Linked DNA regions of Anas platyrhynchos: region 1 is linked to region 2. A link is a contact called in public Hi-C data. All regions are on one chromosome and are shown on one strand. Each heading gives the region's core, a stretch centred on a gene start, on an enhancer-like site or on the middle of the called end of the contact. The rest is flanking DNA. Distances are from core to core; before and after follow the strand shown. Region 1 overlaps LOC106019666 (a long non-coding RNA gene). Region 2 holds the start of CHRNB4 (cholinergic receptor nicotinic beta 4 subunit).

What was found. A called contact is a pair of places that touch in the nucleus more often than the background predicts.
Region 1: a Hi-C map of liver shows a contact between it and region 2, with 2.0 times the contacts expected there. The contact joins the enhancer-like site here to the promoter of CHRNB4 in region 2. A contact is called at or near these places in 4 of 8 Hi-C or Micro-C datasets (F1 follicle, liver, skeletal muscle and 1 more).

The regions. Positions count from the first base shown.
Region 1 is chr11:11,480,202-11,483,509 of IASCAAS_PekinDuck_T2T, reverse strand. The region is part of intron 4 of LOC106019666 (a long non-coding RNA gene); the gene reads right to left. Among named protein-coding and RNA genes, the nearest start is that of UBE2Q2, 19 kb to the left of the region's middle. Within about 2 kb of position 1,854, at least 1 of the 8 cell types and tissues checked has an H3K27ac peak or open chromatin away from gene starts, as enhancers often do.
Region 2 is chr11:11,425,543-11,428,831 of IASCAAS_PekinDuck_T2T, reverse strand. CHRNB4 (cholinergic receptor nicotinic beta 4 subunit) reads left to right here and starts at 1,922. Exons shown (of 6, transcript XM_038185056.2): 1 at 1,922-2,509. All of the region lies in intron 3 of LOC106019666 (a long non-coding RNA gene), which reads right to left.

The DNA of each region.
Region 1 (3,308 bases), core at 605-3,104, 55 kb before region 2:
TGATCTCGTACTTTACAAAAGTAGCTGCATCACTGCTGGTATTTGCACAGTTTCTCAGCCTTTGCTACCTTTGACAGAAGATGAGTAAATCCCTAGCAAACCCATTTTAAGATACAAAGGCTCTACAGATTATATAGTTATCCACAAATGTTTGCACCATTTTGATTTACAGCCACACTGCACTGTTAGTATTTTTAAGGTTCAACTACCTGATACTCTGGGAGACTGCCCGGTCTAGAGACAGGAACCCAGACAGCTTTTTCCCAGCCTTGTCACAAGCCCTGCGTGTGGGACTTTTCTCACCAGTCATGTGAGGTCAAGTGAGTCACACAGGCTGCTGGTGCCTCCTTTTCATTCTCATCTGTCATCCACCTCATTTATTTAGACTGCTAGCTCTGAAGAACATGCCCTTTTTCCTACAATAAATACATCCAAGATCACAGGTGCAGCTTCTAGGCACACAGGCAGTACAACAGAGAACATGAAAGCAGAGATGAGCTATTCTGCAAGGCTGTAGGCAGTGTTAGGCTACTGAGCCCAAGGAGCATCACCAGAAGGACACGTCAAAGGCAGAATTCATAAAGAGGAAGACTGCTTATCTGAAGGTCTAAAAGCAAATCAGGGAGCACATTACAGTCATTAAATTCACTTGAGAAGAGACAGACAACTAACACGCGACAAACACTCTGAAGTGGTCTAAGCAGAAAATACTGGAGGCTTGTCTAGGGAATATTCCAGTTTCCCAAAGACCTTAAAGGATTTTGATTTTCAACTCTGTAAACAGAAAGGACATTTTCTTGCAGAATAAAGTAGGATTAAACAGGGAGATACCCACTTTACCAAAGGCACTGAGTTATGTGCCAGAGAAAAATACTTCCAGTGATGAGGGGCTGTAGGAAACATGAAGCAATTTGGGGTGTGAAAACCAAGGCAGGATGTTGGTGCAAAGTGTTTGCCTGCTTGCTGGTCTCAATACCATCAATATATTATTCTGGATTAAAAAAAAAAAAAAAAAAAAGGAAAATACAACAACAGAAAATAGTGCTTTTAAGAAAGCACTTTAAAACAAAACAAACAAACAAAAAAACCCACAACCCCACCCCTACAGGCTGCACAGGACAGATACAAATATGTCCCAAATCTCACAGAAGCAGCTTATTAGTAACAGCCCTGGGCAGGCAGGGAGCAGTCACAAAAACAGGGAGATAGACTTGACACTGGGAGGGAGAAGGTAGGGCAGCAAGCCTCGGGCAGGCTGAGAAAGGTGCAGGAGGTGTAAATGGCTTGAGAAAATGGCTCAGTTCACATAACATTAACCTGTGACCTTACACTCATCAGCTGCCAGATCCTCCATCAATGAAACAGGCAAAGCAGCCTGTGGAAGATGACGAAGTACTTGAAACTGAGAGTGGTCCGATGTCCGACAGAAGGATTTAGTCTATCTCAGCAATTAATATACAGCAGCTACAGCTGCACCTGCCTGCTACTGACTTTGGACTTCAAGGAATTTTCTTTTGCTTGGCAAGTTTTCTGCACTAGAAAAAAAAATCTGCCAAGACCTCGAGGACCCTCCCATCACAACTACATTAAATGCAGTCCTAAGAGGTGTTCAAGGACCCCTCTAACAGGAGGTGTGCTGCCTGGCATTTTTCCCCCTGAACATTTTTTCTCGCTTTAGTTCACTCAGGCCTTGTCCTTCTTCCTTCTCTACTTCTCCAGTCTCTTTTCTCCTGCCCAGTCCCACCATTCCCTTCTACAGCCTTAGCTATGGTATTACTGCAGAAAGGAGACCTGTGTGGAAGCAATGTTAATCAGCGTATGCCAGTGACTCAGAAGTCATTAATGGAACCAAGCCTAACCTCATCACCCAGTGCTGCACGCTGCCTGCCAGACAGCCACATCATCCTAGATACTTCTCTAGTATGCAGTAAAAGAACGGACTCTTTCCTGAATGCTGGTGCTCTTTGCTGTTGTACTGCTTACTGCAGAGGAAAATCTAGGAGTTACTTGTTTACACAGCAGCTTCAGTGAAACAGAAAATGCAAAGGCACCTATAGAAGAAATAAAGTTGTGTAGCTTTGCGGCTCCTGTTTGACTGTTTTCAGGCTGGTCTCTCAGTGCAACCTTACAACCATTAGACTAACTTGGTATTCTTTACTTTCTTCTCACATCAGAGTAACGAGCCTGATACACCTGAGGTAAAATCACAGCTACAGACCTGCATTTGTTCGCCACGCTCATGTGGGAGTAAAGACAACCAGACAGAAACTGGCAATCAAAGAACAAAGATTAGTGCACAACGGACACCACAACCTGATCCCTGCTTTTGGTGCCCTGCAACACCTTTCTCTTGCTGCCACACAAGCTGTTTTTACCCTTTTTTTTTTTACCCTTTAGCTCTGTGCTGCCCCTAGCCCTGTGCAGTGGGACTGGCACAGACTGACAGTAACACCAGCACCGGCAACACCCAGCACATCTGGCTCCTGTTTTCTGAACATCAGTGCTGGGGAAGAAAATTGAGGGCTTCAACTTTTGACTATTTTGGGCTTGGTCAAATGGGCAGAACAAAGCACCAGGTTTTTTCCAGTGCCACTACTGATCCGCACATCACTAGTTCAGATACCCAGCTGCTTCAAGGGGCCTTCCCTTAGCAGAGGGGCTCTGTCCCAGCTCTTTCCCAGACTTTTGTGCTGGGGGAAGCCCTTGGCACCTGCTGACAGAAGATGTGTGAGACGCATCTGGAGAGCTTCATGGCAGCTGTTGCCTTCCTGTTTCCCTGCTTTTTGACAAAGCCAAGGAAGAAAAACAACTTCCGAGTCCAGACCCTCTATTGCCAAACACCAGAGAATGTCCTATGTCCTCCCTTCTCAGGTTACCTCTATCATTAAGTGCTGTTGGTATCTTTCATATCCAGGTAGATAAGGACTGACCAGACGGCAGTGAGAGCTTAAAACCCCGCTCTTTTTTCTTGTGGTCCATGTTCAGGACAACGTCCAGTCCTCCTCTGGCCCTACAGCAGGTGGTTACAACAGGCAGCTAGCCATGAGTCACAGCACTAACAGCAGCAGAGCAGAGCTATATTCATTATTTACCAGTCTCTAAGGCCTCTGTGCTGCTTGGAGACAGCCTACATCTCCTATCAATCATTTAACATGTTCCAGTTCAGCGCAGTTACTTCTGGCTCAGCGCACAGACCTTGTCCAGAAGAATCCCTCACTTAGTGCTCTTTTCGTGCGGCTTCCTCCCAGGCCCCATGTACCTTTCCCAGCCTCATAACTTCTTGGCAATAGTTCAGCACTTTTTCACTT
Region 2 (3,289 bases), core at 673-3,172:
GCTCAACCCTGAAATTCATTTCAATGTCACCACTGCTGGAAATTAATTGCTGCTTTCTACCTGGAAGCATTTATTTGTTCGCTGTACCTGCCTCACTAAAGTGAGCGACTGCACTCCAGGCTGCTTCTGCTTTGGAAGCTCCAGCATTTCTGACTGCTTCTTTCCTAATACAAGTGGAAACTTCAAATCACTGTGACAAATCCATGGAAAGGATCTGCCAGTTCTCTTGTGCACTTGGCTATCTTATATTCCTCATGTACCTAAAAGCTTTAAGACCGTAAGACATGCAAAGCATTGCAGCACCAGGAACAATCCCGAGTGGATGTCTGTCTGCCATGCTATCCCCATGCTTGCACAGTGTATTAACATGCAAATCCAGAACAGTGCATATGCTAACGTCTAGGAAAAGACTTGTCATTTCAGGATATCAATGTAATGAACAAGTGGAATTCTATAGTATCACCCTAGGAAGATGTATTGCATAGCACAAGTGACCAAGGAAGCCCTTCAGTGACCTGTTGGTAAGAATGCACAGACATGAATGGCAAAGGAAAGAATATGGCCAAAGAGAAGGAACACAGCTGTGGTCATTCTCCCTGCCCAGCTTCAGCAGCAAAAATCAGTGAACAACTTGTGACTCTGGCTCTGTGACCACCCGCCAGTTTGGTGAATCTGTCCCTGTCAGTTTTCTTATACCTTGAGCTGCTATTCAACTCTCAAGCGTCAAGCAGTGTACATGGTACAAGTGCAATGGCTTCAGGGTGCATACATCTGTTACTCCTGTGACTGCTGCTGAAGCACAGAGGTTGGGTTGGCAGATGTAAGATTTGCCTTTGAGGATAAATAGGTCATATATCAGAAAGTAAAAACAGAGAAACAGCTGCAGTCCTTCTTCCCCAACAGACTGGTACTTTGTTCAACCATACCCATAACAACTAAAGGCATAGTCCCTTGAGAGCAATTCCCCATTCAACATTGCTAAGCAGCAGGCACAAGAGCGTAGCAAAGTCAGCTGGTAGAGGCCTATGATGAGGTACAAGCGAAGCACACCATGGTGAGGAGCCAGAAGTGAAGGGCTCAGCATAAACGCTTTCCTTGGCACATACTTACTAGAGTTTGTTACTATTAAAATAGAACAATTTGCTGTAGGAAAGCTCAATTTCAACATGTGCTTTCTCTGCTTTCCTCCAGCTTTTGAAGTTTTCATTGCAGTTAGTCCATTCACATGCAATCACTTGGATTGCACTGGCTTCTTTAGCGACGAATAAAAAAATAGGTGGTGGCTACAGTGCTTAAAGGAAAGGTAATGAATTGCTCAATGCTACACCAACAGCTTGCCTCAAAATAGCAGCAGTTGCCCTTCTCCAAATAGCTCCAGTTAGAAAGCAACTGTGCTTGATGCAGAAGTAAAGATTAAGGGTCTGGTCCATACATGGGTTATGCTGGTAAATAAGGAATGCCTCCACTGGGAGTTAGACTGCCGGGAGATGGGACGAGCTCAGAACTGTATCCTGTGGCCACCATACGCAGAGAGGAATCTCAATATGGGGATAAGATAGTAACTAGAAGATTAACTTACATTTTCTAACCACGAACTTCAGTCTGCCCCACAGTGCTTGCAAAGGACACCTAAACTCTTCTTATCCCTTCTTTCTATACCTCTTCCCATGGCAAATCCCAAAACATGATACTCTATACTCTGCTGAACCCTTCAGCTATAAAAGATAACTTCCATAAGATTTCTCTAACACTGCTCTGAAATGTCTTTATGGCTATTGGCTATTTCTCACCAAGCTGCATTTGCTTTCTTCTACAAATCCTGTCAAATGCTAATGACAGCAAATTCCCCGTTCCCCTCCAGCTGCTCCCAGAAAGCCTTTTAGAGTTCTAGTTCATAGAGATCACATGTGCAGGCCTTGGAGTGGAAGAGGGCTGTAAACAGGCAGTCGACTGTTTCTCTTAACACAGAAGATAAGTTTCTGCTAGGGGTGCAATTAGTTGACATGACTTTTACTAACAGGTCTTATGGCACAAAATTATATCCAGCTCTTCCCACATAGCTATTCCCACCCACTGCATTTATTAACCAGAAATCCTTCTAAATGTTATCTAGTAGCATGAATTAAGCAGTTGTGTTTTGCAGATCATGTTCTTTAGCTTGCTCTTTCATTTCCTCTTATTCAACATTATCACATTATGTTCCTCTTCTTATGTGCTTTTCCTCTCCACAAAGCTCTTTAAACAGCTGCAAAGGGGGAGGGACCACTATGCTTATGAAAACTCCACTTTGCAGAATGCTTCTGCCAGGTCCTACTGTCTGTCTCTTTCCAGGGATTTAATACCTCCAAGATCCAGGTTTGCTTTTACATCTCTTCCTTGTGCAACCCTGACAACAGAGCCTACTGCCAGCTGTCTTAATTGAAGAACAGTAATCCACCTCTTCTTCTTGTTGCCATGAGGAATGCATACACCCTCTTTCTCTTTGTAGTGGGCTCCTATTATTTTAACGGTAAGTGATCTTTTCTTTCAGATACAGTTTGTGAAACAGTGTTAGCTTTCAGGGCTAGGAGGTAGATGATACCATTCGTAACTACCACCTCAGTAGGCTGCAGACTTTACGAAGATGCATGAAATTGATTGTTTTAGTGTTGTTTCTGGCTCATTCGGTATCAGCAAATCCACTACGATGCTTATGTAAGTTGGACATAAAATGACAGAGCAGTAGGAGATGACATTGATAACCAGTAAAGAATGTTCCTTTAGATGCTCCCCGGATAATCTGTGACAGGAAAAGCAGGCGTTGCGTTTAGAGGGAAAAAAAGAAAAAATGAACCAAGACATAAAGCATAAATGAGAGAGATCTCCCCCCTCTGTACAATTATTGACTCAAGTTTGTGTATTTGCAAAGTTCTTATTTCCTAATTGTTTGATTCATACATAATTAATGTTTAAATTCAATTAGAATACATAAATATATATTTAAAAATGTAAACATACATTAAGAACATTTTCTTTAGCCCGTCAGGATTTCTTGCCTATGTTTTAGCCAACACGCACAGCTCAACAGCAGCACACAATAGTGCATTTACCTTGGGAGCATCTTCCCACGGAGAGACTCCACTGAAGCATTCAGAGTGAAACTGGCAGAAAGTGAACTGGGACAAAAATCACATTTTCCTATATGTACCTAGTCAACCTGCAGTTTTGTTTCTTCTATACTTCAGAAAACATCTGCTTTGTAACTACTGCAGGGTGAGGGCCTACTTTAGATTACACATTTTTGAATCCG